6 separate regions of the Mus musculus genome follow, and all the other regions are linked to region 2. Evidence: chromatin contacts called from public Hi-C and HiChIP or PLAC-seq data. All regions are on one chromosome and are shown on one strand. Each heading gives the region's core, a stretch centred on a gene start, on an enhancer-like site or on the middle of the called end of the contact. The rest is flanking DNA. Distances are from core to core; before and after follow the strand shown.

Region 1 (3,078 bases), core at 72-2,571, 400 kb after region 2:
AGGAGTGTAGGATGAATCCTAGCTGCTCACATTTTCACAAATGCACAAGGCCCACGGAGACTGTGCTTACAGCAACATTGCATAGGGCTTGCGACTCAGCGCCATGTGAGTCTGAGAAGGAGGGACTCTGCCAGGCAACTGCACTTTACTCTCTGGTGCAGAGTTCCAGGAGGGTGTGTGGCTCTGGATAGTTTGGCCACCACTGGGCTCATCCTATCTCCACTTGGTTGGCGTGGAGCTAGATGGCTTTGGTGGTTGATGTCTGGCCAGAGGTAAGAGGCTGATTTCATGGACTCTAGACAATCCCAAGATCAGGAAAAGCATCACATTAAATCCCAAGTAGAGTCGGTAAGACCTGAGTTCAGATCTCCAGAGCCTACATAAGAAGGGCACAGTGATATATACCCATGATCCCTCCTTTAAGGAGGTAAAGAGAGGAGGGTCCCTGGGGTTTGTGGGCTAGTCAGCCTGCCAAATAGATGAGTTCGTGGTTCATTGACATACCCTAAAGCAAAACCTGAGTTGGAGAGCAATTGAAGAAGACAACCAACCTCAATCTCTGGCTTCCACATGCTCATGCAAGCATAGTCTCTCACACACACCATACATACACACCACACACATGCACATACATGCACACCACACACACACACATACATACCATACCCCCCCACACACACACATGCACACACGTACACACAAGCACACACACATATATACCCTCATACATATACACATGCACACCACACACACATACATACCACACCACACACACACATGCACACACATACCCACAAGCACACACACATATATACCCTCATACATATACACATGCACACCACACATACACCACACACACACATACATACCACACCACACACACACATGCACACACATAAACACAAGCACACACACATATATACCCTCATACATATACACATACACACCACACACATATACATACCACACCACACACACACATACATACCATACCACACACATACACACAAGCACACACACTTATATACCCTCACACATACACATACCACACACACTCATAGCATTCATATACATATACATGCACACATACATAAACACATGCACACACATACACATTCATACCACTCATACACACATAACACACATATACATACACACATATAGTACATGTATAACACACATATACACATGCATATGCATCCATATATACACACACAGAGAAGAGACTTCTCTGGAATCTATTTTGGATAGTGCACACAGTCAGCCTACGCAGCAGCAGATGGGCCCTGGCTCAGAACACCTCGCTTGTTGAATGCTTTCATTCATCGCTCTGCCCTAAGTGGGAGACAACTGCAAAGAGAGGCCTCCCAGCAACTCCTGGTCCCATCTGCCCAAAGCAGCCATTGACAGCCCCTGGCCCCCACAGTGGGAACGTGGGAACGTCACCAGGACCTTCTGAAATTCATGTCTGCCAAGCCCATTCTGGCTCTGACTCTATTTCACGAGCCAGCTTCGAGAAGCATGCTGTCGGCACATGCTCCACTGAAAGCTGATTTCCAAAGTAAACGCAATGAGAACAGTATCCAGGTGAGCCCGCAGAGGAAGCTGGGCACGGGGATGTGTCCAAGGTGGTGGCCATTTGGTCTCAGTAGCAACAGCGCCGCAGCATGGGAAGCTGTTTGTTCCCAAACCTGAGCAGAGGGAGGATTCCAAAGGGACCTGGACCTTCCGGCCACCTGCTCCCTGCCATGTACATGAGGTTTGCCCGAGCTTGCTGCCTTGCAGGTCCTGTCCCATAGGCTCTCAAAGCAGGATGGTCTCCGCCCTCAGTTCCCGTTCTAGCCAGGAGCCCCGCAAGATATGCTCACTTCCAAGGGAGAGTGCAAGGGACCAAGAAAATGTAGGAAGGGCCCTCTGAACTCTTCTCTGCCCTGAGACCTGCTGTCCTTTGATTTTGAGAAGAGGATTTGGAAGCCAAATCACGGCTCAGGTGACCATGGACATAGATCTCTATTCTGCTGGGGCCGTAGCTGGTCATGGGTAAAGATGGCAATCATGATACCCCATGAGGGCCAAGGCTGCCCAACAGTGTGGCCATCTGTCCACACTCTGCTTTAACTATGGCTTGTTGGGGAAATGAACTGCATAATGACTAAGTCTCTGCCATGAGAGGGACTGGAGCTCCTATGTGGAGTTTGCCCCAGGGACACAGGGGACAGTGGGAAAGGCTAAGTACAACCTGTGCCTATTAGTGTACTCAGGAAAGGAGGCCAGGGCTGGCCCTGGAGAGCCCAGAGAAGTGACTGCTTCTGCCTGTGGGGATCCAGAACGATTCACAGAGTAGGTGACATTGGGACACTGAGCAGATCATTAAGAATTGGCAGACAGTCTTCCCAGATGGGCTGAGAACATCTCTCAGCTCCCCCGGGCAGCTCCCCTGCAGTTGGGACCTGGCTCTTCGGGAACTGGGGTCCTGCCAGGCCACTTTGTTGGTAGCTCCCTGATGAGAGGTGAATAGCTCAGATTCAGATGTGTACCCTCATCTTCCCTACACTTCCTGCCCTGGCCAGAGCTCTGATTCATTAGTCCTTGTCTTCTGTCTTCCTGCACACACCGCTTCTCATCTGTAAGATGCCTCCTGCACACACTGCTTCTCATCTGTAAGATGCCTCCTGCACACACTGCTTCTCATCTGTAAGATGCCTCCTGCACACACTGCTTCTCATCTGTAAGATGCCTCCTGCACACACTGCTTCTCATCTGTAAGATGCCTCCTGCACACACTGCTTCTCAGTCTCCACTGCAGGGAAACTGGTGCACACATAGGCCTTTAATTTGATTTTGGTTCAGTTTGTTTTCTCATCACTAGTGAGGGAACCCAGGCCTTCATGCATGTCAGTGCCTCAGGGTTTTACTGCTGTGAACAGACACCATGACCAAGGCAACTCTTATAAGAACAACATTTAATTGGGGCTGGCTTACAGGTTCAGAGGTTCAGTCCATTATCATCAAGGCAGGAACATCATGCAGCCATGGTGCAGGAGAAGCTGAGAGTTCTACATCTTCATCTGAAGGCTT
Region 2 (3,314 bases), core at 618-3,117:
CACACCCAGTTTCACAGGCTCTTCACGTGCTTTAAAATAAATTAGCAGTTGGTGGCTCCATTTAACTACAGGGCAAAGAGAGCTACAGGGAGGTCAAGAGCCTTCTGCTCTGACACTCCCACAAGCCATAAGGGGAAGAAGGTCACAGTCTATTTCCTCAAGGTCTCTCCAGTTCCAAGTTCATTTACATGAACTTTTCCCACTTCAAAGGAGCATGTTGCATTTCATACAGTAGCCTTCCCTGGCAAGGTCATTCCTTCTCATATGTTCACTTGGTGATTTTCATATCGTGTAATGAAGCAAAGACCTGGGATGATGGAGTTGTCCTTAAGATGAGGCTCTTGTTTTGGGACTTGATCTTTGTCAAGTGGTTTGCCATGTCTTAGTGATGTGTAGAAATGGGAATGGCAGTTGTCTATCCTTTCTTTGTTTCCATAGTCTAGGATGCACCAGTCAGGAATGTTGTGTAGCAGAGCCTGAGGAACTCTTCCCTCTACACTCTCCCCAGATCTCCCGACTGTGGATAAGACCAAGTTCAAAAGTCAGAGATCTTACAAGATACTGGGTATATTATTTAAGGTCCTCAAATATGGGGGAGAACAAAACCCACCATCATTTTCTTCACTCTTAGTCCCGGTTATATTTCAAGTCCAGAATTTTACTAGGAAAGATACACTTTGTGCCGATATAGGATGGGGTGAGCATTCAGGATTCACACCAGTCTTTGTTGACTCAGGTCTGTTTTGAAATGTTCTAGGTTATTCCATAGAAAGTGAGGGTTTTCCCAACTTCCAAGGTCAGTGTGCATCCCCTGGAGTGACGTCCGAACTTGCCCTTTTGGATGACTATGTGTGCAGTCCATAGAGTTCTCTCTCTCTCTCTCTCTCTCTCTCTCTCTCTCTCTCTCTCTCTCTCTGTGTGTGTGTGTGTGTGTGTGTGTGTGTGTGTGTGTGTGTGTGCTTAACTTACTGTTTGACTTCCTAGTTATTTATGGAATGATTCCTACTCAAAGAAACAGAAAGGGGAATGTGTATTTTCTCTGGTCCACTTTATGTTCAAAGGCTCAAGAATATAGTGAAGCAGAGTAGCAAATTTTCTTGTTTTGGGGAAAAAAAGCCACTCATTAGCCTTTCAGGAATGAAGCTGCTGTATCTGTCAATTACGCATTCAGTGCGACCAAACAATCTTTGTGTTGCCTGCTGGCTTTGATGCCTGGATTCTGGTGAATGAAGCTCTTAATTTATAAGAACTCTGGCATACAGAGAGTTAAAACACTTCCCAGTTTCTTAGCCTCTGTTCTCTGCATCTATGGTCCAGGGTGAGGCTGAGGGTCTTGACCTTGTCACTCTTTCTAAGGACAAGAGGAGAGGAACAGATGAATCCAACTGTGAATGCAGTGTCCCAGAAAAGAGAGGCAAAAATCCTTTTGAGCACACTGACCTGTTCAAATCTCAGTCCTCTGGGATGCTCTGCTGATAGTTGATAGTGAACTGTGCTGTGAGATTGGTTTTGCTAACATACACACACACACACACACACACACACACACACACACACACACACACATATATATATATATGAAATCACATGTCACTGAGTTGCTTAAAATCTTCCCAGTTTTTAAGATGGTAATTAGGAGATCCAATGCCAGGCTTGAGTGCATGCAAACAAGCTCTCTCTAGAAGACACAGCACACCAGTGCAAAAACATGCCTAGATAACATAACTTGTCGGAGAGGATTATTTCTTCCCAGTGAGTCTGCAGGAGCCCTTTTCTGTACTATTCAGCATTTGAGAGGAGAGAGGGAGAGAGAGAGAGAGAGAGAGAGAGAGAGAGAGAGAGAGAGAGAGAGAGAGAGAGAGAGAGGAGAGGGGGCGCATTAGTGAATAGCGACTGTGGCATTGATGTTTGAGCGCACTTCTGAACTGGCTTTTGTTGAGACTATCAGTGTAGAAAGCATGCGCTGTCCCAAATCCGCTGTTACTATGAGAAATGAGGAGCTGCTTTTAAGGTATGTTGTTGGGTCCTTTGTTTTTAACATAGGCTTTTCTAGTTTTGAGAGCTGGTGGAGACGCCAATCTTGCCCTGAATCAAGCAGCTTCCTTATCTTAGAAGAGAAAGAGAGAGAAAAAAGAATCTAAACAGAGAGAGGGAAATGAAATTGAGACCAAGAGATTGGGAGGGAGAGCGAGCAAGCCAGGGAGAGAAAGGAGAAGGACTGCTGTGAGGGAGTTGTGTGTGTACTAGTTGTCTTTTGAAAGCAGACCATGCATTTGCTCCCCGCTACCTATGAGCAGCCAGTGGATGTTTTAAGGGTTCCGAATCTGGCTGTTGGTTCGTCTTTTCCTTTGCAATGTCTAAGCCTCTTTCATTATTATGCACTCTGCATGGAATAATCATCGAAAAAGGAGCTGAGGAGACTCCATATTAGACTTGCGTTCCAAATACCACTCTAATCTGGACTTAGACACCTAAATAGTCCTCTCGTGTTATCAGGTTTGGATCACTTTATCCTGCTTGCCAAAATGTGTACCTGTTTGGAGACCTCTGTTCATGCATGGCGTCCTGGGTCCTCTTGTGCGGGAAAGCAGATACCTGCTTCCTGCATGGGTGGTGGGGTTCTATCATAGACCGAGAAGGAGACACAGCTGACCTTTTGGGAAGCGGAGAGAGAATTATGATAGAATTGGCATCCTGCTTTTAAAAATGCAGTCTTTTGTTTATTTGCTAGCAGACATTGTAGCACTGAATACATCTTTGGGTCTGACAATGGGACCGGTGGAACAATGGAGCTGTCAAACTAGCTTAATGCATGTCTGGGGCTGGTTTTCTGTTTGTTTGTTTTTTTTTTCCAGCACCCCCTTTTATCTCCTATAATCTTGTTGTGTGGACTATCAGAGGGAAGCTTTGGGTCTGCTTATTTGTGGTTTTATGCTTTTAAAAATTTATTATCTGCCGTTCTCAGAGCTTTTTGCATTTTGCAGTTATGTTGGCTGGATTAAGTTAGAGATTTATGGCTTGCCTCTCTGTTAACTACAGAAAGAAAACTTATTGATTGAGGATGCTTGTAATACTATTATCATTGTGGCAAATGCCTTGTTGATCAGACCTGCTTCTACAGTATTTACCGCCGAGGATTTTAAATGCTCCCTTTTTTTGGACCTAGGGAATGTAGCATAAAAGAGAAGTTAAGAAGGACATACTTAATGCTCAAGTAATCAGTATTCCTAGTTTTTAGCTTCCCCTTTGGCATCCACAGACAAGCAGTTTAGAAATCCAAGAATAAGAACTTTTGCCTTTCCAATTTTGGTCAC
Region 3 (3,147 bases), core at 244-2,743, 470 kb before region 2:
GATTTCTTCTCTTGCCAGAGGCTCTTCCATCAGCCATTGCCTCTGCAAATACCCCAGAGCTATCCACTCCTGATGGATTGTTGAAGGTTTCATTCATATTCTTTGTTAAGTACACAGAATTCCTGAGGGCTTTGGAAGATATTATCCTGGGATCCTCAGGGAATGTATGCAAAATAAAGTTTTAAATTGTGTTTGTTCTAGAATGAGATGGGTCACTCAGCTCAGAGTGATGGAAATGGGGAAGTTTCCAGAAAGAACTGACCCTGAAGTGTAGCTAGTTATCATCTATGATCTATTCATAGAACTTATTCTCAGAATAGGCAGGTCCATAATTGACCTATTGAATGCTGATACCCACTGGGCCAAGTATCTTTTCTTGTGTGTATGTTGATGCATCGCTTGTGTGTGTGTTCTAGTATATGTGTTCAGGTCACATTAGTACATGAACACACGTGAGGCCAGATGTAAAAACTCAGCTAGCATCTGCAGTTTGTTTTGTTTTTGATGCTAGATCTCAGTGGGGGTTGGGACTCACTAACAATCCCTCTGCAGAAATCTGGCTGTCTACGTACCAAGGGCCAGGGTTACAAGCGTTTGCAGCCACACCAGGGTTCTATTTTGTTTTGGGGTTTTGGGGTGGGGGCTGGGAGGGTCTGGGGATTGAACTAACTTCCTCACGCTTGCAAAGCCAGCACTTGACATGAGTATTCCTTTCTATGCGAGCAGTAGCTTCTGAGGCGCTTCTGCGTAACGAACGAGGACCGGAAGATACAGAAACAACGCAGACATGACACCTGCTTACACGTGCAGGAAAGTAGGCAGCTCAAGTAGAACAGCGATTATGGGATTTTTGGAACGTTCCTGTTCAAGAAAGCCTAGTGAAAGCAAAGACCGAGGACGTGCCTCAGTCCTCGAGGCTGAGAGGCGATCAGTCAGGCACAACTCTGAAACCCACTGGCCATATAGTCCAGCAGAATTGAAGAGCCTTAGGTTTGCTGAGAGACCCCGTCTCAGAAACTAAACATGGAAGATGGATGGCATCGTAGAAAGACATCTACTGCCTTCCACTAGACATGCATATGTATGGATACCTGCCCACACATGTACACAGACACCCTCACTAACAACTGCATATACTACACACAACAGCAGCACACATTGAGAGGCTAAGGGGAGATGCTGGAGGAAGGCTGTGGATCACCACCAGGGGCGATTCTTATATGGTTGGAAATAGTAGGGAAGAAGGGCATTGGTGACATGTTTCCCAGTTCCTTCTTCAAAGAAACCAATTAGAGTTAGCGAGATCTGTCACTTAAGCCCCAAACCATGGAACACAGAGCATGGGTGCCAAGTCCTGAATTGCTATGAGGTCACTATGTGTTGCGATTCAAATTGTTGCTCCCAATCAATCTTTCCCTCAATTTCCTCATCAGCCAACTCGGGATAACCTCCGTGTGACTCGCAAAGCACAGCTAATTAACATTTATGACAAATGAGGAATTACATAACAGGTTATGTAAATGCATAATAGCAGGCAGAACCAAGCTGCCTTGCCTGTAGCATTTGACTTGAAAAAAGATCTGAAGAGACAAAGGAAATAAGAGGAACCAAATATGGTGCAGAGATAAATTTAAAAAAAAAATCAATAGGCAAAAATGAAGATGCTGTTAAGGACTGGGTCCTGTACAAGTGAACTCCCTCTCCCCCAGGGCTATATGTAGTTATGATGAACTCTATGATGATATATAAATTATATTTTATAATCATCATGTCAAACTCTCGTAGTTGTGTCTGCATTTGCAATGCATCCACTACCTGAGAGGACTCATGAAGTCAGGCTGTTATGAAAAGCATGGAAACCCATGGTAACTCACCCCTGAGGTCATGCCCTTGTCTACCTTGCTGAGCCTAAAGGTCATTCACTTAAAACCTGGCTATCTTCCAACGTAATTCTCATCGGGCCATGCATGACCGTTGAGTATTTTTATTTAACAATTAAGAAAAACAAGTGTGAGTCAATCTGATACTAAAACAAAAAAAGAAATCAAATGACCTTGAGGAAGTAAAAAGAATGACTTGAATTCAAGGAACTCTTTTGAGCTTCCTGTCCTACTGTGCCTCACTAATACTCTGTTATTATCACTGTTTACTTTGCTCTAAGGAGGGGAGTTGTTGCTGAGAATCCAGGACTCCTCAAGGTCACGGCAGTAAACAAGCTAAGTGGGAAAGATTTGCAGTGATATACAGGAGATTCATGTCTACTCGTGCCTACTCATGTCTCCTGTTTTAGCAGTTCATATCACCAATTTTTTAACCCCTCTCTCTCTCTCTCTCTTTCACACATGAGAGAGAGAGAGAGAACTAGAGGTCAGAGGTCAACATCTGGTGTCATTCATAAGATGCTGTCAATCTGTCCATCTTGTTCCCTTGTTTTTCTGAGATTGTATGCTTCTTTCCCTTGGCCTGAATCTTGCTGATTGTATTGGGGTGGCCAGTAGGTCAATAACCTGTCTGTCTCTACCTAGTCAGCACTGGGACTATAATGCACCATGCTGTTGCACAGGGTCTGGAAATTGAACTCGGGTCCTTATATTTGCATGGCGAGCACTTTACCAAGCTACCTCCCCAGCTACTCTGAGTTTTGATCAGTCACCTTACTAGACCCCTCCTAGGACATGTGAGTGCTGAGGTTTACATCGTGTTGTTCTTTTCTTCCCTATTACAGAATGCTTTATGAATCTGTATGTCATCCTTGTGCAGGGGCCATGCTAATCTCTGTATTGTTCCAATTTTAGTATATGTATAAGTATCCATTGTATCATTCTTATTCTCTTTGAGCATCTCTGAAGTGGAGAAGCATTCTAACTGATGTCAGGTACTCCTGCTTGGCTATCAATGGAATAATGGTATGTCTGAACAGCCACGGATCTTAGAGTACATAGACAGAGAAGATAACAGCTCTGGCAAGAATAAGGATGTATAGTAAAGGCATGGAAACAGTGTGTAGTCATGTTATCAGCTGGAGAAGTCACATCCTGCAAGGAATCCATCAGGAAATGGGAATGTCCTAGGTGGTAAAAAATAAAACTACCCCTGCATGGTGGTTGTGAATTACAAGAGGAATGACTCCTCTAAATTCATGTGAAC
Region 4 (3,331 bases), core at 542-3,041, 340 kb after region 2:
CTAGCTCAGAGAGTGTCACAGTATTTTGCAAATATCACTCGTACAATTTAATAGTTCACATTGTGGGAGGCAGTACATTTTATTAAATAATATATGGGCCAAAAGATATAGGAATGTATGTACTACAAAGAAAAATATCTAAAGTAGGGTGGTTCTCAAATAGCTGGAAATTCAGACTTTATTTGGCTGACTGCTAGCTAATGTTTTGGTTCATACAGCTCTGCTGCTAGGCTCTTCCATCATCCAGGAAGGTCTATACCTCAGGGATTAGAAGAATTAATGCAGCACCCATTTCTGGAAAGTCAGCTTTTACTCTAGGAGAAAGGCTGTCAGCCTGACCCACTGCACTGCTGTGGTAGGACTGTTAAGATCCCTCTGTAACAGCTGAGGAGCAACATGGAAACCAAGCGGTCACATGGGGTATATGCACGTGAGAGCCACAGCTCGCCTTTGGAAAGGCTTCCTGTGCAGGCCTTTAGACTGACATTTTTCATAGCTACATAACTGTTCTCAGTTTATTTGGAGGCTAAAAGCGACTATACCACAAGGTATTTGTGATTTGAGGAAACATTACTTTAAAAAGAGATTTTGTCAGTCTACTTAACCAATATGTTCCAATAATACACACTGTGGCTGTGAGAATCAGGGATGTATTTTCAGTTTGTCTTAAAAGCTTTGCCTCCCGGGTTTCTTGGTGAGCGAGTACAGTCTTAGTGCCCGGGGTTAGTTACGGAGTTGCTACCCATCCTTCCGTTCATGTCACTCCTGACCCATCCCATTCTCCAATCATCTTACCGCTTCTACCCAAGACCCTGAGAGAAGGAGTCACACCAGATGAAAGTCTTGGATCTGAGGTTACTTTTACTGGGAATTAGACTTAAGTAAAAATGTAAACAATAATTTTTGCAATTCAGCCTACCTATGAAAAGATTTCCTGCCTTTTTATCAGCTGAGAACTCTGCTCAAAGAAGGTTTATGCCCTTTGCCCCCTCCACTGGTTTGTAAAAGAATTTTCTCTTTAGCTTTAAACTGTAATGGTAGTAGATAGGTGAAGATGCTAGGATCTTCCAAATTGCTGGTGTTTGGAGTGAAACTCAATCTATGGGATAGCTCCCTGTCGCCACTCAAAATCATGAAAAGCTCACCACTTGCCTCAGCAATGCTGGTACTCCTGACTTGCCTCCTACTCTGTTAAGACAACCGCAACCACAATTCTCTCCTCCTGACTCTTTGTAGGATATCATTCGTTTTTGTTCAAAAGCAGGCATGCCCTGTCTGTGTGATGGCGGCTTAGTGTTGCAGATACAAATAACTGGGATATGCAGAGACTCCGACTAAGCCCTGAGACAAAGAGAAAGGCATGTGGCCTTTCCCTCCGTTTGTCTGAAGAGTAATTCCGAAACGTTAAGCAGCTAGTATAGATTATTCTCACTCAGTTAAGTCAGTGGTTGACTCATCTTGACGCAGCCAGCCCTGTGTAGACTGTCTAGGAGTATCTATAGTACTCACTCTCTTCTGAGGATTTTTTCCAAAGGACCCCTGGCGGGAGTTGGGGTGTGGTAAAACAAACAGGTGTGACTTCAAAGCACTGCATAGAGGGACGGAGTTCACTAGAGAGACTTAGCTGTAGTTCTGTGGGGAGGCTTCTGTCCTCCATGGAACTAGCTCTTTCATTACTTCCCAGTTGGCATGCCCACTGCTGTCCATGGTGCCTGCATGGGACAGTATAAACCTAGCAAAGCCCAGCTCAGATCCTAGGCCGGGCACCTCTCAGCATTGCAGTCACACTGCCGGCCAGCAGCAGGCCAGCCCCGCCAGCCCTGTTTTCCGCTTGGCTTCCCCTTCACTCTGACCTCCCTACCTCCTTCCCCTTTGTTTTCCAGGTTTTGTTAGCTATGACAATCCAGTCTCTGCACAAGCTGCAATCCAGGCTATGAACGGCTTTCAGATCGGCATGAAACGCTTGAAGGTGCAGCTGAAACGCTCCAAAAACGACAGCAAACCTTACTGATCCTAACCCCAGAAGCTCCCTGCTCTTATTTTAGCTTTCTTAGGGTAAGTCCCACAAGCCAGCCTGTTCTGAACAGGGAAGGCAGAGGAGGGACCACGATGCCAACTTTTACCAAGAGAGACGGTTATTTTTACAATAAGGCCTCCATTTCTTCCACTCACACCCCACCCAATCTGCCATAATTAAAACCTGGGCTACCTTGTTTTTATTGAGTAAACCCCTCCTCCGGTTGTGCCACTGTATTCTCTTTGTTTGCAATTTGAATATCCTTACTCTTTTAAAAAAAATTGTTTTGCTTTTTTAAAGAAAAACATATAAACAAGTAAATGACATCTTGAGAATGTGAAAGGCAAGCAAACACTAATGTGCAGTTCTAACTCTGAACCACTGGTGCCCCGAGAGCACTGCCTGGAGAACTCACCCTCCTGCCCGCCCGCCCGCCCGCCCGCCCGCCCCTCAGAGGGCCCCACGGTTAGAGATGATGTGGTGGCCCAGCAGAGGGAGAAGCCAGGAGAAGCACTTAAAACTCCACAAAACACCCTCCCACTACATTGGTTTCTTTTAATATAAGTAGGATTTTATTTTAGGGTTCAAAGAAACATGACATTTATTGGTCAGATTATTACACTGGTTGTCTATTTTGTTATTGTTTTATTTTTGTTTTTAGAAAGGATTAATGTAAAAAAAAAAGATTTAGAGATCTGTTTCTTAAAGCTACAGGGTTTAAAAATAAAATAAAAATGAGTGAAAATACTTGATGTTTCTTGAAAGATAAATTTAATAATAAATAAATACATAAATAATACATAAATAAAAAAGAAAGCCACAGGCCTGTAAATTTTATTTGTAAAAAAGCATTTCTATTTTTATACAAAATTTTTACTGCCTCAGAAATACTGGAAGCTATTTATTGCCTATTGTTAACTTATTGGGTATCTAAGAGCAGTTCTCTGTCTAGCTGGAACCTTCTGAAGTAGTCTCCAGAGGAATTGTTCTAGGAATGGGCTTTTTTCACCGTTGAACCCTAGACCTAAAGTTCATGCTTTTCCCTCTTGTCGTTTGTATTTGTCTGATTATTTTGTTTGTAATTTCCATTATCTAGTTTACGATTCAGTTGTCTTGACTTCCCCATATGTCACCTTTGTTCAAACTGGACCCTCTCCGCTGTCCCTTGCTAGTCCTTCACCCCAAAACACCCAGAATCCATCCCCTCTCACTCTCTCCAGATGGATTCTCTTGGGGTTTCATTGTGCTGTGGAAAAAGAGTGTAAGAAATGCAAATTATGTGAATGGCTCATAGACTCCCTGAAGACCCAAGAT
Region 5 (3,467 bases), core at 752-3,251, 430 kb before region 2:
TTCTAGAATCCTGGGTTGGAGAGATGGCCCAGTCATTAAACATTTGCTGTGCAAATGTGAAAACACGAGTTTTGAACATTAAAACCCACACAAAAATCCAGGTGTGGTGAGATAATCTTATAGTCACAAGGCAAAAAAGGAAGAGACAGGAGGTCACTGGCTCAGCAGTGTAGCCAAGCAATGAGCTTCAAGGTCAGCAAGAGCCTCTGTCTCAAATGAACAAGGTGGAGAACTATACAGAAAGATGCCTAGCATCCATCTCAAGCCTCCACATGTGCAAACACAAGCATGTCCGTATCCCTACACATGCATGCACACATGTGCCCACATTACAGCAGCATCACAGAGGGATCCTCTGACACAATGCGTTTCTGCTCTAGTCGGAGTGAAGATAACGTTTTCAATTTTATTATATCCTGTTTTAGTTACCTCTCTCATTTCTGCACCATGATACCTTGCAAAAACAGTGTAAGGAAGGGTTTATTTTCCTCACAGTTGGAGAGGATGCAGTCTGTCATTGTTGGAAGGATGTAGCAGAAGTGTGAGACCCCTGGCCACACTGCAAGTACAGTCTGGAAAGAGAAGAGAACTGAGCACCGTTATTCAGTTAGCTCCCCCTCTCCTGCCCCATTTCACACATTCTAGGCTGTCAACCCAGCTAAATCTATCTGGAATTGCCCTGAAAGACATACCCAGGGGTGTGTCTCCTGGATAATTCCAGTTCAGTCAATGGGCAAAGAAGAATAACCATTACAGACTCCTTCTTCTCACCATTTTCTCCTAAGTGTAAAGGAATTCTTAGCCTCCCTTCCCTCCACCAGACACCTAAGTAGATGTTTGAATCTATTTTCTGCTATTCACCAACCTAGCTGCAGTAGAAGATTAGTTGAATTGATTGGTTTTTGTTACAGGACAATTAATTATTGGGATGACATTTACCACATGCCTAGGGTGTTATGTTTTAAGTGCACAGTCATCTTCCAGGGCTTTCCTTCCAGTTCATTCAACAAATACGTCCTAACTGCCTTCTTTATCCCAGCCACTGTTTTAGTTGCCAAGACTCTGAGCAGTGTGGAGCCCCCTTTCTTCATGGAGTTACATTTTAGCCCTGAGACATTCTCAATAAATAAGACCAGAAATTAGAACACTGAGTATCTCGACTGAACAGTGGGAAGGAGAACAATAAAGCTAAGGAACTGAATGGTGAGACATGGGAGATGGGACTACTGTCACTGAGGTCTAGGACTAGAACCCAGCACCTAGCTATTGGCTGCCGCCTTCTTGAATTGATCCTTTGTGGCGCCCAGTTAGAGAGTTAGATACAATCTTAACATTAAAGTCAGTGGGAAAAATCTAAGCCGTCTAAAGCTCGTGCTCTAACTTGAATACTCAATAAAGGGATCCAAACACACCAACCAACATTGGTGTAGGCCTGTGCCCAGAATTCCCTTGGAGAATTCCCCAGCTACGAAGGTTGTTAGCAGGGTAGGATTTCAGAGATGCTAGATTTCCAGCAATAATAGCTCTAAAGCAACATCCCCACTCTCTGGTATCACTTTTCTCCATGGCCCCTGTAGCCCAGGGAAAGAGGAAAGATCAGATTTAAATTACTGGTTCTGCAGCCATGCCTGACCTTCCAGCTCTGTGAAGAACCAGACACCATTCCTTCGAAGGATGTTTCCTGGGTCTTAGGAGGTTTTTAGAAATATCTCTGTGTATTGTGTCCTTAATCTTCTCAGCAACTCTTTTGTGCTGTAATTACTTTTGCCTACGATAAAAGCCGAAGCACCCAGAAAATTAAGTCATTTGCCTCAAGTAGTAGTAGAGCTAAGACCTGTACTCCAGCAGTCTGAGTGTAGAACATTCTTTCTAATAGTCATTTTGAGTCTCTCAGGGAACACAGGAAGGTGGCACTTTCATAGGGGAGGTAGGGACTCATTTACTGAACTGCCCACCCGATCCTTAATTCTGAAAGGTTCCTTTGCCCTCTTTCTTTGCCTTCTTTGTGTTCCCTTCCTCCCTGCCCTCCCCTTCCTTTCATTACCAGTTAGGGCATGAATGCCATCTCTCTGTCCCACATTGCTATTGAGATTCTTGCTGTGAAAAACAATCTCCTTCTCAGATTTTCCATTGAGCAATAGCTTTTCCGGGCAAATCGAAACCATAACAGGACAGAATGTAAAGTTTTTCCCTTGGTGTCTTTCCTTCTTATCTCCCCCTCTTAACCTCCAGAGCAGTGATTCTGGATCAGGACCCCTTGGGGGGAATCACATATCTGATAACCAACAATGCTTATCAAACAGTTGCATTATAATTCATAACAGTAGCAAAATTACACTTATGATATAGCAATAAAATAATTTTAGGCCTGGTGGGGGGGGCTCACGACAACATGAGTAACTGTATTAAAGGGTTGTAGCATTAAGGACCTTGAAAACCACTGCCCTAGAAAATGCCAAGGTTAACCTGTAAACATCTAGGAAGCTGCAGTTTCTATCCCCAAGCCCTGGAATGTGTATCACCGAGTCTACAGAGCAAAGAAAGAACCTAATAGAAATCTACCAGCCACCGGGAGAGTAAAGCCTCCCCGTTCCTCCTTGCCCTTTCTAGTCTTTTTCCAAACTACCTCTGTGTTAGACACTTTGCCTATAATGGTCTGGGGCAGGAGGAGGGATGGAAGTTAGAGATGTGTGCAATGAAAATGAGAAGAGAGACCTTAAGATATCATTAAAAACAGGAGGTAGACATAGGATAGAGAGGCCATGGATAACTAATAAAAAAAGTGGTTTTCGACACAACAGAATAATTGTACACATGAAATCACAGTGGCTGCAACAGCATCTACTTGACCCATACGTGCTCAAACCAGACAAAATCTCTGCACAAAGTGGGCAGGTACCCATCAAGTCTCATGCCTAACTGAGGAAGTATTGGTAAGTGATAGCTGCCGGTAGGTGTGAGCCCTGCTATATAGAACATGCTGCAGTGAGTGGCCTAATTCCCAGGATTATAGAGCCAACACTAATTAAGCTCATTGGAAGAGGTTAAAGGAATGAAGGTATAAATGTAGATGAATATAGAATAGGGAGCAGACTTCAGAAGAGTTGGGAAGAATGCTGAATTTTGTAGAGACACAGCATATGCTCCTTTGAAATAACTAATAAGCATATGTATTTAAAAGCAAAACAAAGAGCAAACCAACTAAATAAATAACTACTGTAAGATGGGATTCTTGTACTCCAAAGTCCTTGAAGCTGTTACAGTGTAGGAAGATGCAGTCTATGGAATGTGCTCAATATAAACCTAGAATCAGACAGAGATGACACTGTGACCCTCAAGACACTCAAAACAAGTTAAGTCTCATAATTAAATGCCTTCTAATTATTTATTGTTCTTAGTTGTGGGGGCTTGGGAGAAGTGATGAGGAAATGCTGGTTTAAATGGGAATAGAAGTATTGTTCAGTGCT
Region 6 (3,204 bases), core at 643-3,142, 350 kb before region 2:
GTCCAGAAATGTGTAGCTAGAGAGTAAAGAATGTTCAGAAAGTTTCACAACTCTAAATTACAGGCACATTCAAACCCTAAGATCTCAAAGCTTCAGGATGTGGAAAGAGCGGACACTTTGAATCCAATTGAGCTAATGAACACTGATGCTAACACAGGGACCCGGTCTTCCCTGAAAAGCTATTAAATGCTGCATCCTCAACTCTAGTGGGATGTGTCCTAAATTTCTCCAGTGTTGCTGCTTTGGGCCTCGGTTTCTAATGTTTCTCAGTGTTAGGCTTGTGTGTCCTCTATCCAGATCCATTTTCTTATGCTCTGAAGTTACCTCCAAACTAAGAGTTTTCCCCCATGTCTTAGAAGAAACCTGACGCTTATAAACCACGCTGCTGTTACTGAGAACTCTCTTCAGCATGATTGAGTAAATTGTCCCACGGGCTTTAAATTGCTCTAGATCTGGAACACCTAGGAGAACCTACCAATTGATTTTGACCTCTTTTTAAAATTTCACCTTCTTAAATTTAATTCACACTCTCTTTATATCATTTGGGATAAATATCTTTCTATGCCTTCTGCTACATAAACTGTACATTGTTATTACTCTAACTGTGTTCTCTGTGGATTGCTTAGATACTTTAAGCAATACTTTAAGAGTAGCCATTCTTGCTTATAAAAGGAACAGTGTGTGTGTTTGAAGTTAACTGCTTTCCAGGGAGAATGTTGGAAAGACTCATGTCCTCCATATTGGAAAATGAATTGAAGGTACATGGTTTAGAAATCTGGATACTGCAAAAGATGCCTTAACATTCACCAGGTCTTTGCTTAAGCAAGCCATTAGGAAGCACAACTGAGGAAGAAAAATTGCCTTCCATAAGACTGTTAAACAAGAACATTAGTCGTTTCATCCCTCAAAGAGTTTTAGTTGACTATTCACTACTGATGAATCCTACTTACTATATTATTCAATGTGCTCTCATTTTATAAGTTAGATGATAAAGGAATAACAGAATAATTATATGCCAACCAAGATACTCCATCTGCCTTTGTTTGTTCTTTTTCTCCTAGCCCATCGCCCACTTTCCCCAAATGCTTCCTCTAATGCAGTAATTTTGCTTTAGCACAGACCTATGATTTTAATCAGTCCATCTGTGTCATTCTGTGTGGGGGAAGGAATTGAATAATCTGTGCTTGTTCAGTTCACATCTTCAGTGTGAGGGTGTATCCACAAACACACAGCGCCTTACAGAAGCACACTGAGCAATTGCAAAGACAGTCCCAGCATCCTCAGTCTTCACCAACTTGGTCTTTTTTTTTTTCTTTCATTATGTTAGATATTAGACCAGAAGTAGTATGCCATCTGGGTAGAAAATAACCCTGATATACCCACCATCTTGATTGACGCATACTAGGGTCTCTAAGCAATGGTGACTGGTCCCCTAACTGTAAAGAGTCAGAAGCCAAACACGTGGAGCCCCTTTCCTCATTATAGTGACAGGACTCAAGTGACTAGTCAAAACCAGATCTTCTGTAGTAATTAAAGTAGGGCTTCATTAAGAAGTCAAATTTGAACAAGGGCAAGTGTGGAACCTGTTAATAACATCAGAAGGTCTTATGGGTTAGGTGACAGATTAACAAGGATGGGCTAGATGGCATGGGGGGTGAATTAACTAATATCTGCTAGTGGTTACAGCAAATTCAACACCTTAGAATTATTGACTATGAAACTGCAGAAAATATAACTGCAGGTAGACCAGGCAAAGGTGAAAATTCTAACTAAGATTTCAAACAGATGGCTCCCACTTTCCCCATACCTCTCATTCTCTGCACTTGTGAAGGAGCTGTGGAGTTCACAAAGTGTACATTTTTGTGCCTCATTAGATAAAATGTGATGTCACAGAGTGACAGTTGCCAGGGGAGCTCTAATTTGGAACTGCCAACGTTAGACACCCTACGACTCGCGACCGTGGTACCGCATTGAACTTTTCTCACTGAATGTCTTTTAGAAAGAGAGAGAAAACAGCTGTGAACATCCATTCAAATACCTACTCATCATGTTTTATTCCTATGAGTAATCACTTTCAGGTTCAGCCTGACATTTGGAACTTTTTTTTTTTTTTCTAAACGGAAGACTTTAAATTAGCACAGACACCTTTTCTCATTAGAAACAGAGCCAAACTCTTGGTGAGCTTGAGCAAGCAGGATGATAGCTAAAGAAAACACTCATCACAACATGTGATTGCATTTTGAAATTGTCCTTTGGACCTGGTGGTCTTTATATACAGAAGTGACTCAAAGGGCTCAGGACTCATTCATTGTGCTGGTTAGTTCTGTGTCAGACGAACACAAATAGAGAGTCAGGTTGGAAGATGGAGCCTACATTGAGAAAACACCTTCATCATATTTGGCTGTAGACAAGATCCTTGAGGGTATTTTCTTCTGACTTAATAATTGATTTGAGGAGGTCCAGCCTACTGTGGGCAGTGCCTTTCATGGGCTTGGGCATGATAAAAATGCAATCCTGGCACGCTGTGAGAAACAATTAGGTAAGGAATGTTCCTTAGAGCCCTCTGCTCCAGTTCCTGCCTCTAGCTTCTTGCCTTGACTTCTTGCTTAGACTTCCCTCTATAATGGACTGTGACAACTGGGAAATAGATGCTGAAATATACCCTTTTATCCCCAAGATGCTTTTAGTCATGGTGTTTATCACAGCAACAGAAAGCACACTAGGACTTTTGCCATCCCTGTTCCCAAAATCTTACCTCAAAGCTGTTACCAGAGGCCATGGCACTTAGAAATGTTCCCTTAAAAAATTCTAGAAGCTCTCCAAAAGCAAGGAAAAATAGCATTGATGCCAGCACCAGCCATTCTGATGGTAAATAGCTTAAAGCATCACAATATACTTACATATACTTAAGATGTTAAAACACTGGCAGGAAAATATGTTTTGAAGAAAATTTGGAACTGTAGGATTCGGGGATGTAAGCAGAGATGTTGGTGACTCACTCCCCATCCTTTTCCTTTTTGGAAGAATATCCACATTTAACTTTCAGGCCCTCCTCAAGGTTTTCAGTATGGCACAGGTGGAATTCTTCCACTAGTGGGAGAGTACTAGTCTGTAACATAGAATAATGAAAAATGGGGAGAGTGTTGAGCAAAATTTCTAAATTCTGGCCAAACCTCTGATGCAGTGTAAGTGAGAAGCAGTGGG

The links. Hi-C and Micro-C count contacts between places; a contact is called where the count stands out from the background. HiChIP or PLAC-seq counts read pairs in DNA pulled down with a chosen protein or histone mark.
Region 1: a Hi-C map of cerebellar granule neurons shows a contact between it and region 2, with 3 times the contacts expected there. The contact joins the enhancer-like site here to the promoter of Celf2 in region 2. A contact is called at or near these places in 1 of 484 Hi-C or Micro-C datasets (cerebellar granule neurons), 6 of 115 datasets of contacts at active chromatin or transcription factors (craniofacial prominence, embryonic basal ganglia, embryonic forebrain and 3 more) and 1 of 9 other capture datasets (macrophages).
Region 3: an H3K4me3 HiChIP or PLAC-seq map of forebrain shows a contact between it and region 2, with 7 times the contacts expected there. The contact joins the enhancer-like site here to the promoter of Celf2 in region 2. A contact is called at or near these places in 1 of 39 promoter capture datasets (the C10 cell line), 2 of 484 Hi-C or Micro-C datasets (cerebellar granule neurons and cortical neurons) and 3 of 115 datasets of contacts at active chromatin or transcription factors (VIP interneurons, embryonic forebrain and forebrain).
Region 4: a Hi-C map of cortical neurons shows a contact between it and region 2, with 2.2 times the contacts expected there. The contact joins the enhancer-like site here to the promoter of Celf2 in region 2. A contact is called at or near these places in 3 of 484 Hi-C or Micro-C datasets (cerebral cortex and cortical neurons), 9 of 115 datasets of contacts at active chromatin or transcription factors (astrocytes, bone marrow-derived dendritic cells, effector CD8 T cells and 6 more) and 2 of 9 other capture datasets (adipose tissue and liver).
Region 5: a contact with region 2 is called in an H3K4me3 HiChIP or PLAC-seq map of forebrain, with 6 times the contacts expected there. The contact joins the enhancer-like site here to the promoter of Celf2 in region 2. A contact is called at or near these places in 1 of 39 promoter capture datasets (hippocampal neurons), 1 of 484 Hi-C or Micro-C datasets (neural progenitor cells), 6 of 115 datasets of contacts at active chromatin or transcription factors (astrocytes, embryonic basal ganglia, embryonic forebrain and 2 more) and 1 of 9 other capture datasets (embryonic stem cells).
Region 6: a contact with region 2 is called in an H3K4me3 HiChIP or PLAC-seq map of forebrain, with 4 times the contacts expected there. The contact joins the enhancer-like site here to the promoter of Celf2 in region 2. A contact is called at or near these places in 2 of 39 promoter capture datasets (the 3T3-L1 cell line and hippocampal neurons), 8 of 484 Hi-C or Micro-C datasets (cerebral cortex, cortical neurons, forebrain and 1 more) and 8 of 115 datasets of contacts at active chromatin or transcription factors (SST interneurons, astrocytes, embryonic forebrain and 5 more).

The regions. Positions count from the first base shown.
Region 1 is chr2:6,487,169-6,490,246 of GRCm38.p6, reverse strand. No RefSeq gene overlaps it. Among named protein-coding and RNA genes, the nearest start is that of Gm52546, 11 kb to the right of the region's middle. Within about 2 kb of position 1,321, at least 12 of the 459 cell types and tissues checked have an H3K27ac peak or open chromatin away from gene starts, as enhancers often do. A contact at or near this core is called in cerebellar granule neurons, where this site is marked.
Region 2 is chr2:6,883,549-6,886,862 of GRCm38.p6, reverse strand. Celf2 (CUGBP, Elav-like family member 2) reads left to right here and starts at 1,867. Exons shown (of 14, transcript NM_001110228.1): 1 at 1,867-2,011. The coding sequence starts at 1,905.
Region 3 is chr2:7,349,762-7,352,908 of GRCm38.p6, reverse strand. It overlaps a transcript of Celf2 not described here and the pseudogene Gm24340. Among named protein-coding and RNA genes, the nearest start is that of 5031426D15Rik, 420 kb to the right of the region's middle. Within about 2 kb of position 1,493, at least 8 of the 459 cell types and tissues checked have an H3K27ac peak or open chromatin away from gene starts, as enhancers often do. A contact at or near this core is called in VIP interneurons and forebrain, where this site is marked.
Region 4 is chr2:6,545,766-6,549,096 of GRCm38.p6, reverse strand. It overlaps Celf2 (CUGBP, Elav-like family member 2), which reads left to right. Exons shown (of 14, transcript NM_001110228.1): 13 at 1,884-2,055. The coding sequence ends at 2,011. Among named protein-coding and RNA genes, the nearest start is that of Gm52546, 69 kb to the right of the region's middle. Within about 2 kb of position 1,791, at least 66 of the 459 cell types and tissues checked have an H3K27ac peak or open chromatin away from gene starts, as enhancers often do. A contact at or near this core is called in adipose tissue, astrocytes, cerebral cortex and 2 more, where this site is marked.
Region 5 is chr2:7,310,520-7,313,986 of GRCm38.p6, reverse strand. It overlaps a transcript of Celf2 not described here. Among named protein-coding and RNA genes, the nearest start is that of 5031426D15Rik, 380 kb to the right of the region's middle. Within about 2 kb of position 2,001, at least 38 of the 459 cell types and tissues checked have an H3K27ac peak or open chromatin away from gene starts, as enhancers often do. A contact at or near this core is called in astrocytes, embryonic basal ganglia, forebrain and 1 more, where this site is marked.
Region 6 is chr2:7,233,504-7,236,707 of GRCm38.p6, reverse strand. It overlaps a transcript of Celf2 not described here. Among named protein-coding and RNA genes, the nearest start is that of 5031426D15Rik, 310 kb to the right of the region's middle. Within about 2 kb of position 1,892, at least 21 of the 459 cell types and tissues checked have an H3K27ac peak or open chromatin away from gene starts, as enhancers often do. A contact at or near this core is called in SST interneurons, cerebral cortex, cortical neurons and 1 more, where this site is marked.